3 separate regions of the Zea mays genome follow, and regions 2 and 3 are each linked to region 1. The links are chromatin contacts, called in public Hi-C and HiChIP or PLAC-seq maps. All regions are on one chromosome and are shown on one strand. Each heading gives the region's core, a stretch centred on a gene start, on an enhancer-like site or on the middle of the called end of the contact. The rest is flanking DNA. Distances are from core to core; before and after follow the strand shown. Region 1 holds the start of LOC542087 (nucleosome/chromatin assembly factor group C). Region 2 holds the start of LOC107521945 (RNA-binding KH domain-containing protein). Region 3 holds the start of LOC100275503.

Region 1 (2,961 bases), core at 243-2,742:
CCACAGTTAGCTAGCTCCAATATTGATAGCATGCATACTCACCAGCCAACAAAAAACTAAGCATTGACAAGATTTGCTTCTTCAAACTGATATAAAATAATATATGCTTGCAGATGCACTTGCCTGTTCAGATAGGTAAAGGCGTTGACGATTCTTGTAGGTAGCTTTCTCAAACTGTGGCCCCCACCTGTTACCAAATAACCAGATATCAGTATCATAAGTTGCAGAGTCACATGGAGGGGGCAAGCATCTTACAGAAAGCAGTTAATGTGCAAATATTTATCATTAGTTTCGAATTATCTGGTGAGATAACAGAATGCTGCACAAACACAGCTCTGATGCACTCATGCACATAAGGTGCATGACCAAAATCATGTTCCCACTCTAATCAACATTCCCTCCATTCCAAATTATAAAACGTTTTGGATTTTTTTAATAAGGGGGTGTTTGGTTTTTAGGGACTAATTTTTAGTCCTTCTATTTTATTCCATTTTAGTCTATAAATTGCTAAATACAGAAACTAAAATAGAGTTTTAGTTTCTGTATTTTGTAATTTAGGGACTAAAATGGAGGGACTAAAAATTAGTCCCTAGAAACCAAACACCCCCTAAATAGCTTTTTCTATGCAATTAGATATACACGATGTGTCGATGTCTAAAGACATAGTAAAGGAATGTGTCTAAAATAGGCAAAACATCTTATAATTTGGAACGAAGGGAGTAGTAAAGTAATCATATGAAGGCAAAAAATAAGGACGTGTACTAACCCACTAACCATCAAACCATAGGATTTGTTTGGAAAGAATTTGGTGCAATAGGAATTTTCAGGGATTTTATTCAGATTGAACAAGTAGCGGGAGCAATAATAAGTTCATAACATGGAGACAAAGCTTGTAACCCCTCAAACTATCAAACAGTGACACCCGCCAAAACCCACCCGCTCATAAACCCTAGCATCACAAAACGCTAATCCACCATACAGGCCCATCATCCCAGCCCCTTCCGACGCCATTCCCACCAACGCACTAGCAATGGTGCAGATCTAGAGTCACCTCGATTACAACCCCGGATCAAAACCCTAGACACGAACGACGCACTACTCCATTTCACTCATCAAAACCCTAGTCCAGCAGGAATCTTCAGGGAAATGGTGGCTACGGGAACGAAACAAACGAAAGGGCGAGCCGGAAGTAATAGGGGGTGCGGTGCGCAGAGGAAGTTACCGGCAGGAGAGGGATGGCCAAACGAGGTTGTGGTTGGCAAACCAGTCGTAGAGAACGGGGATGAGCGACTTCCACTGCGCGTAGCGCTCGTCCACTGCCGCCCTGGAGCCGCCTCTCTCCTTCATCTCAGACACCGATGGTCGCCGCCGGCGACTGCTCCGCACCTGAGGCAACCTCCCACTCCCACGGCACGCTCCCTGATAATGCTGCTGTACTGCGAGAGCGTGCTGGCGTCTCGAACCTGGACGCTTGCGGCCTGCTCCGGTCTCCGGAGGCAGTCCCTGTGCCCTGACTGCGAGCAGGGAGAGGAGAGCATAGGATCCAATGTTCGAGAGGGAGCGGATGGCTTCCTGGGCCGGTAATTACAGAGGCTATGACTATTTTATGGGCTTCTGTAAGTTGGGCTGGACCACCGACATTCTAATATAGCCTGTAAAGAAGTAGATCCATTGTTCGAAGAGGAGCGGATGGCTTCCTGGGCCGGTAGTTACAGAAGCTATGACTATTTTATGGGCTTCTGTAAGTTGGGCTGGACCACCGACATCCTAATATAGCCTGTAAAGAAGTTGGCTTTTGCTCTCTGCCCAGCCACCCCCACCCCTTTTTTCCCAGTCCTCTCATTATTTCTATTCCTTCAAATTCAATTGTTTTTTAGAAACCCTAATGAAGGTTATATGTACAAATATAAAATATACCCCTGAGGGGTATCACGTCTCTATATATATAACATGTATTTAATCGTATGGATAGAGAAGAGAAAAAGGTTAGAGGCCCAACATATACCATGTGTCTCGTGTGTTCCTTTGGTTTGCTAGGAAGAGAACTGTCTTTTATGACTTCTTAGGCCTCTACTACTGTCATATGGAATAGAGCGGATCTGATGATCCAAAGTTTTCAACAGTTTTTTCTATAAAAATACTTAATTTTATGCTCTATTCAATAGCCCTAGCCCTAGTGTGCTTCCTCAATCAAGAGGTATTACGTTGTGAAATTTGGGACGTTGGTGCGTCTCCGAGTTGCTCTCGGTTGCTTATATGGTTTTACTATCGCAAATAGATTATACTGTACGTCCTAGAAAATGTATGATACAGACGAATTTGGCGTCCCTAGTCAACCTGTCAAGGCGGCTCGAGTTGTCTGCATCTCATCATGCACGAGACTTGATCGTTGGTTATGAGCTTAATTAGCTCGAATTCTCCGTGTTAGCAAACAAATCGAATATATCTCTTCATCTCTAATTTATTTAAGTATAAGTTTTTGTACGTCTTATATTCTGCCTTATCTTCTGTAGGGATTCTTGCACGCGCTGCCTCTCACGGCATTGGCCGGAGATCGAGCCCTCCTCCATGAGCACGGGATAAACAGCCTCTACCATTGTACCATACAGGCAAGATTTACAAAAATCGACGGTAAATTGTCCGGTTTACAGAAACTGCTGGTGAATGGTGCCAGTTTACCATTTGTATATTTTTGAAATTCACTAGAAATTTAAAAAATATAAAATATGATAAAAACTACATGTTCTGGTGAGTAATTTGCTATATAAGATATCTAAATTTAATTTAGTTTAACATATTAAAAAATAGAAAACCATATAGACCTATTAGTAAACCTGTTAACAAAATATCTAAAATAAATAATATATCTTTTCCTCTCCTCCCCTCACTTTCCCCACTCCGCCTCACTCTTTTTGTTTGCCTCCCACTCCAAAACTGCCGCCGCCTGGGCACAAACCGTCG
Region 2 (2,961 bases), core at 207-2,706, 390 kb before region 1:
AAATAAATGTCTACAGACATATGAAGGCAACAGCCAACGGAGTATCGTACAGATAACTATATATTACAGAAAGGTTTGTGACTATATGTTTACCTAGAACTACAAAATCCAGCTGAGTGTGGGATAAAAAACCCTGGGCCTAGGAAACAGAGAAAATATAGAACTATATAGCATAACCAAACATCTCAGCAGTCAGGAGAAAAAATTAATCAAAATATTACCAACTTAGTACTATCATTACAAAATGAAATGACAAAAATAACATTTCAAATTTGAACAGCGCCTTGGAAAATAACAAATAATGGCCTAAAACTTTTTCAGGTCCGTTATTTTACCTATCGGACTATACAAATTACAAGAATGGTCTTTGCACAAAAGAATATATCATAGCACAGAGAGAAGCACCTCATGACAAGTCTAATCTTCAAAAGAGATCTGAAATCAAACTTGAGCAATGAAAAGGTGTCCTTACCTTATTTCTCACAAGACCACCAATCTTAATAATATCGCAGTTCATCTCATCATCAAGAATTTTGATTGCCTGCAAAAATAAGCACTAGTAAGCCCTCGACAAACTGTAGACTAAATCTCAATCCACTCGGAACGCGAAGCCGCCACCTCAAAGTGCAAAAACATGATCCACGCAGTACCTTGATACCTGAATACACAAAGGGTCATACGTAATACCTGAGGTGCAGGGACGCTCCTGGACAAAAGCTTAATTAGTTCCCTGGCCTTGATAATAGCGAAGGGATCCCTTGTCTTTCTGGTCGTCGACACAGTCATGGATCCCTCCACCTACACACACCGAGAGAGAGGCTTCAGAGCATTTGTTTACCACATAACAATATCGCCAGTCAATAGCAATAAGAAAAGGTTAATCACTCATCAAGTACCAAATTGAGCTCGCACGAGATCCCGTACTCCTTCAATGCGCCCTTCACGACCGGCCACGCCTCCTGTAGGTACTTCTCTGCACTCAAACCAACAAGTAATGCATCACGAATTCGGCTCGAATAAAGTCAAATCGCATGCGTTCCATCGCCAAAGTCACGGCAGGCAGGACGAGCTCAGGAAAAGATGCTTGCCTCGGTACTGGGGAAAGAGGGTGGAGAAGGAGCTGACTTCGAGCATGCCGCCCTCGTTCCAGGCAGGGTCGAACTTGTCGATCTTCCAGCGGTCGATGTTGGGGTCCTCGTCCCACGGCTTGGGCTTGTCGTGCTTCCCCTTCCGCCGCCAGTTCTTTCCCTCTGCCGGCGCAGCAGCAGCGTTCGCTTCGTCCTCCGACATGGCTGAGAAGAAAGAGGGGCTGTTGTCTGCTGGGCCTTCGAGGAACTGGAGAAGGAAGAGGAGGCGATGAGATTAGGGTTAAGGCTGCCGCCGGCAGGGAGAATAGGTGGGTGGGGCCATGGGGCGACTCCGACTGGGAGATGCCTTTGGGTTTGGGGTTTTCGAGTGCGCTGCGCTGCGCTGCGTGCGCATCATTATGTTTTGGGCTTGGTGGGCTTTGGCGGCGCTTTTACGATGAGGCCGCCACTGCGAAGCCCGATGGTGAATCGGACAGGCACCCCACAGCCCAGCGTATGGACAAGGATCTGTCATGGAGATTTTTGATTAGTTATGAGTTGAAATAAATTGCTTTGATAAAATAACGTGGTTAATATTGCATTCGTCAAAACGACGCAAATAACGGTGTGTTCTTTGATTTTTTTAGATTTGACCTGTTTGAAACTTCAATTTCATTGTTTTCTACAAATTCGAAGAGACTAAAATGCCTCTGTTATACGAAGGTCGTCTGTCCCCTCGTTCAGTCCAATTTAATATAAATTGAACAGATTCTATTACATATACAAGAGGCGAAGAGTACTTCAACTCGTATTGAAGACAAGGTCTCGGTTAGAGAACTGACGAATGCTTGGAGGCGAAAGGACGTGTCGCTTAAAACGGGGGCTCCTCAAGACTCCGCTCGCCATCATGACCTGCTTGGACAGCTGAGTACAAGTTTTGGTAAGGTTCGAAGACCCCTTAATTCCCACTAATTCTCCTCACTCTACCTAAATCGAACAACCCCCAGGCCCTGTTCGAAGAGCTGGAACGAATCCATGTTTATTCCTGTGGAAGCGAACGGGCCCCAAATGGGAATGAAGGCGCGTACCAGAAACCTAGTTGATGTCTGTGCGTTAAAGGTGAGTTCGGCGATATACGCGTTCATGATACGCATGTCCAAGACGGCTATGATTTGATGGTAAAAAATCGTTTTCTCTATCATTTTGTATAATAAGCCCAGGAGTGATAAAAAAAAACCATTGACCCAAAATTATACCTCACAACATTATTCACATTCCGTGCTCAATCTCAATCTTCCAAGTCATGATAGGTATGTGTAGAGGTAACATATCAAATTGTTAGAATTATAGGTATTTTCCATATCATTTTAATTCCATAAATTAACATTATTGTGATGACATATAAAAGATGATTAATCATAGAAATCATGATATCAAATATATCTATAACAATATGGATCATGAGAATATAAAGCATATGAATCATATAAAAATAATAAGTATATAAACATGGTACATGTATTATTACGGAATAACTGAAAATAAACAGATAGCAACATAAACAACATGGCTGTAAAATTAAAACAAACAGATGTAACATATTATAATATGACAGAACAGATGAAATAAATTCATGGTTACATATGAAACAGCAGAGATGAACATATAAAACATATATAATTTGCAGAACGTAAAACATAGTGAGGAGATGAAACGGTCATACCCTCTCATGCTCTCCGATGATCCAGATCCTTGTCCAGCTTCTCTTGTCATGCCGCGTCGCCAGGAAGAAGAAGATGTTTACCAGAACGATGTTCGGGCAGTCGCGTAGACGCTCCCCAAAAACCTAATTGTCGATCCCACGTGCAAGGTCTCGAACGGCAAGGGCTTCGGA
Region 3 (2,961 bases), core at 146-2,645, 310 kb after region 1:
GAAAATGCACGTTATGTATTTCTCGTCCAAAACTTGTGCAACCATATTGTGATCAAAGTTAAGAAATTGGGAGCGATTAATTTAGTTCTTTACTCTATTGTAAATTATAAGATACTTTAGTATTTATATATTTAGGTAGAATTTGTTTGCATTGCGTCTAGTAGATATACATACTTATAAAATCAATGCATGTAAAAAAAGCAAGAACGTCGTGTAATCGAAGGAGCAGTTGCTTTGATGAAAATCGTTGGCTTGTTTAACTCCAACAGTCTGGTGGGGGAAATTTATGCTTCAGAAAGCATGATGCGTGCCAGAGTTTATAAAAGCACAGCTAGAGGACCCAATCTGCTCGATGCCATAGAATACGGTAAGAAATCAAGGAAGGAGAAGGAGATTTCGCATAGTGGTTGCAATCACTAATCAAGAGAACCCATTTAATCTGATACTCCTTTCATCCACCCCCAAGTTTATCTGGGTGTCGGTAGACGGCGACACATGTCTGCAGATCCACTCGCAGAATCCTCGAGGATCTCCCATGGTTAATACTGTAATGGCGCCTGTCCATCGAGTTTGGAGACAGAGGGCATCTACCACCTGGACTTAGATCCCGCAAAAGTACTCGGATTTGGAAGGTTCGCCGAGCTTTCCCCGATGCCGGTGGAGTTTGCGTCGGCCGGCGAGGCGGCGACCGCCCAGCACGTACGGTGTCGTCGCCCCAGACCTGTCCCGCCAACATCAACCAACCACAGCGTGTACGATGGCGTGGTTGGATGGAATGTTTGCTAGATCTTGTACAGCGGGCCACGTTTCACTATTTGGATAAGCTGCCGGTGTCGGGGCCAGAAGAGGCCGAGAAACACACGCACAGAGAGTCGTTGCGGTCAGCGGTAGCTTCGATGCAGCTGCAGCCTGCAGGCAGGCAGTTTTTGGTGATGAAGAACTGCATCGGATCAGTTTTTGCTCATGTCTAGGTTTTTCATCTTTCAATCGAATATAGACACAAAAATTAAGAACTAAAATAAATATTAATTTAGAACGGAGATTACGTATCATAGTTGGCACTTAATTCTCATCCCACAAAAAGGAACTATGAAATCTTCTGCTTGATGACAGTAGCCAACTGCACAACGGTTAACTACAAAGAATTAGTACTAGTCGCTAAATGGACGTAAGAATTTCCCTTCGAATGTTTTCACGCGTCGCCAATGCCACCATCACGTCACACAAAAGTTGGAAGGACTCAATTATGAGAGGAGGATACAGATTGCGGGGCCAATCTGCAAGAAACGCACCCTGACATATGGGCTCCCGTGATGCCATCTGGGGCCACTAGAGTTGACCGGCAAACTGATTACGCGATTATTTAACAGCACGATCGCGTGAGGACAGAAGCTCAGATGCCGCCTTCATTTGAAGCTCCCAAAGCCCAACACCTCTCCTAGCCTCCTTCCGTCCCGCCGCCACTCCCGTCATGGGCGATTCCGCGGCGGGCGCGCCGGAGCCGAGCAGGTTCGGCAGGATCTGCGTCTTCTGCGGCAGCAACCCCGGCAATCGCGCCGTCTACGGGGACGCAGCGCTCGACCTCGGCAAAGAGCTGGTAATGCGCCGCCCATGGCAAGGCTGCGCCCGCGGCCGCTTCCAAAGTTTCTGATTTGGCTCGATCGCTCGATCACGCCTGACGCTCCGTGGCCGGACGGGATTCTGCGGGTTCTCGCCTCTGCAGGTGGCGAAGGGGATCGATTTGGTCTACGGCGGCGGGAGCGTCGGGCTCATGGGCCTGATCGCGCAGACGGTCCTTGGTGGCGGCTGCAGTGTCCTCGGGTACCCACTTACCTTGCGCATCCTGGAGAATTCTGCTTCTGTTCGAACTCTGCAATCTGTCTAACGTGTGGCCTCTCTGTTTGATCCGTTTGCAGAGTGATTCCGAGAGCACTCATGCCGCTTGAGGTGTGTATTAAAATTATTAACTGTCCTTTTCTTCTGTTCTCTTCTTTGTGTGTACCATTGGTAATTCTACTAGTTATTACTCTGCTCTAGCGGCTAACTGGTTCACATTTCACAAGAGAGAATTATAATATCTAGCTAACTGCGAAACAACTCTCAGCTAAAAACTAGAATCTGGCTCGCGTTTGGTTTTGCACCTGCTTACAGCTGTTCCATTTGAAATCTATCCATGAATTCTGCCCTGGATGTTGGTTTCACATGATCTTGCTCTAGTATGTAGCAGCTCACGTAGTCCTATGTGCTCTCCAGGCCACCATTTGATTCGTAAGGTTTGTTGGCGCTGATTGATTCCCCTTTGCTTCTGGGGCTTAGCAATAGGTGAGTAGGTGATCACTAAGGAAATGGAACTAGGGCTTCGGGGAGGTGAATTGCAGACTGCCAGTTTAGATTTTAGGGCGATACAACTTGGAGTTTTAATGTTTACCACTGGGTGGGTTTAATTATAAGAATGTGCAACTTGCCAATAGGACATCTCAACTTGAGGGGGAAATAGTGTGAGAAATAAAAAAAAATTCCATTAGGCAGTAGATGATAGGTTACGGATGATTGCCTTTATCTATATGTAACTCCAAACTGAAGAGTTTTGAATGCGGCAAAGACAACTAGAGCTAGGAAAACAAACATGCTACTCTTTCTAGCTAGTCGCTCCAAAGTGAATCCAGAATCCTAGAGATCAATTTTATACATGTCCTGCCGTGAAAGCTATAGCCATATATCTGAAGAATGGAGCTGCGAGAGATCTGAAACTATGACCTACTTTTAGTACTGTGTCTAAAAAGAAAAAACTCTACCTGCGGGGTAAGACAACTTCCAGACATTAATATTAAAAATGAAACATTCTCACGACAGGTTAAGAAAACCTTTGAACCACTGCACCATCTATATATATAGTGGCATTGTAGGCTATGTGAGAACACGATCGCGACCGGAGCCAGGCCATAGACTTGTGCTTTGGTG

Evidence for each region. A called contact is a pair of places that touch in the nucleus more often than the background predicts. HiChIP or PLAC-seq counts read pairs in DNA pulled down with a chosen protein or histone mark.
Region 2: a contact with region 1 is called in an H3K4me3 HiChIP or PLAC-seq map of leaf, with 4 times the contacts expected there. The contact joins the promoter of LOC107521945 here to the promoter of LOC542087 in region 1. A contact is called at or near these places in 1 of 25 Hi-C or Micro-C datasets (ear) and 1 of 3 datasets of contacts at active chromatin or transcription factors (leaf).
Region 3: a contact with region 1 is called in a Hi-C map of leaf mesophyll, with 6 times the contacts expected there. The contact joins the promoter of LOC100275503 here to the promoter of LOC542087 in region 1. A contact is called at or near these places in 3 of 25 Hi-C or Micro-C datasets (ear, endosperm and leaf mesophyll).

What each region holds. Positions count from the first base shown.
Region 1 is chr3:209,285,061-209,288,021 of Zm-B73-REFERENCE-NAM-5.0, forward strand. It overlaps LOC542087 (nucleosome/chromatin assembly factor group C), which reads right to left and starts at 1,493. Exons shown (of 15, transcript NM_001111721.2): 1 at 1,223-1,493; 2 at 124-187. The coding sequence starts at 1,347.
Region 2 is chr3:208,896,986-208,899,946 of Zm-B73-REFERENCE-NAM-5.0, forward strand. It overlaps LOC107521945 (RNA-binding KH domain-containing protein), which reads right to left and starts at 1,457. Exons shown (of 12, transcript NM_001321684.1): 1 at 1,089-1,457; 2 at 897-973; 3 at 688-798; 4 at 473-541. The coding sequence starts at 1,290.
Region 3 is chr3:209,590,824-209,593,784 of Zm-B73-REFERENCE-NAM-5.0, forward strand. It overlaps LOC100275503, which reads left to right and starts at 1,396. Exons shown (of 7, transcript NM_001155093.2): 1 at 1,396-1,597; 2 at 1,724-1,821; 3 at 1,917-1,947. The coding sequence starts at 1,472.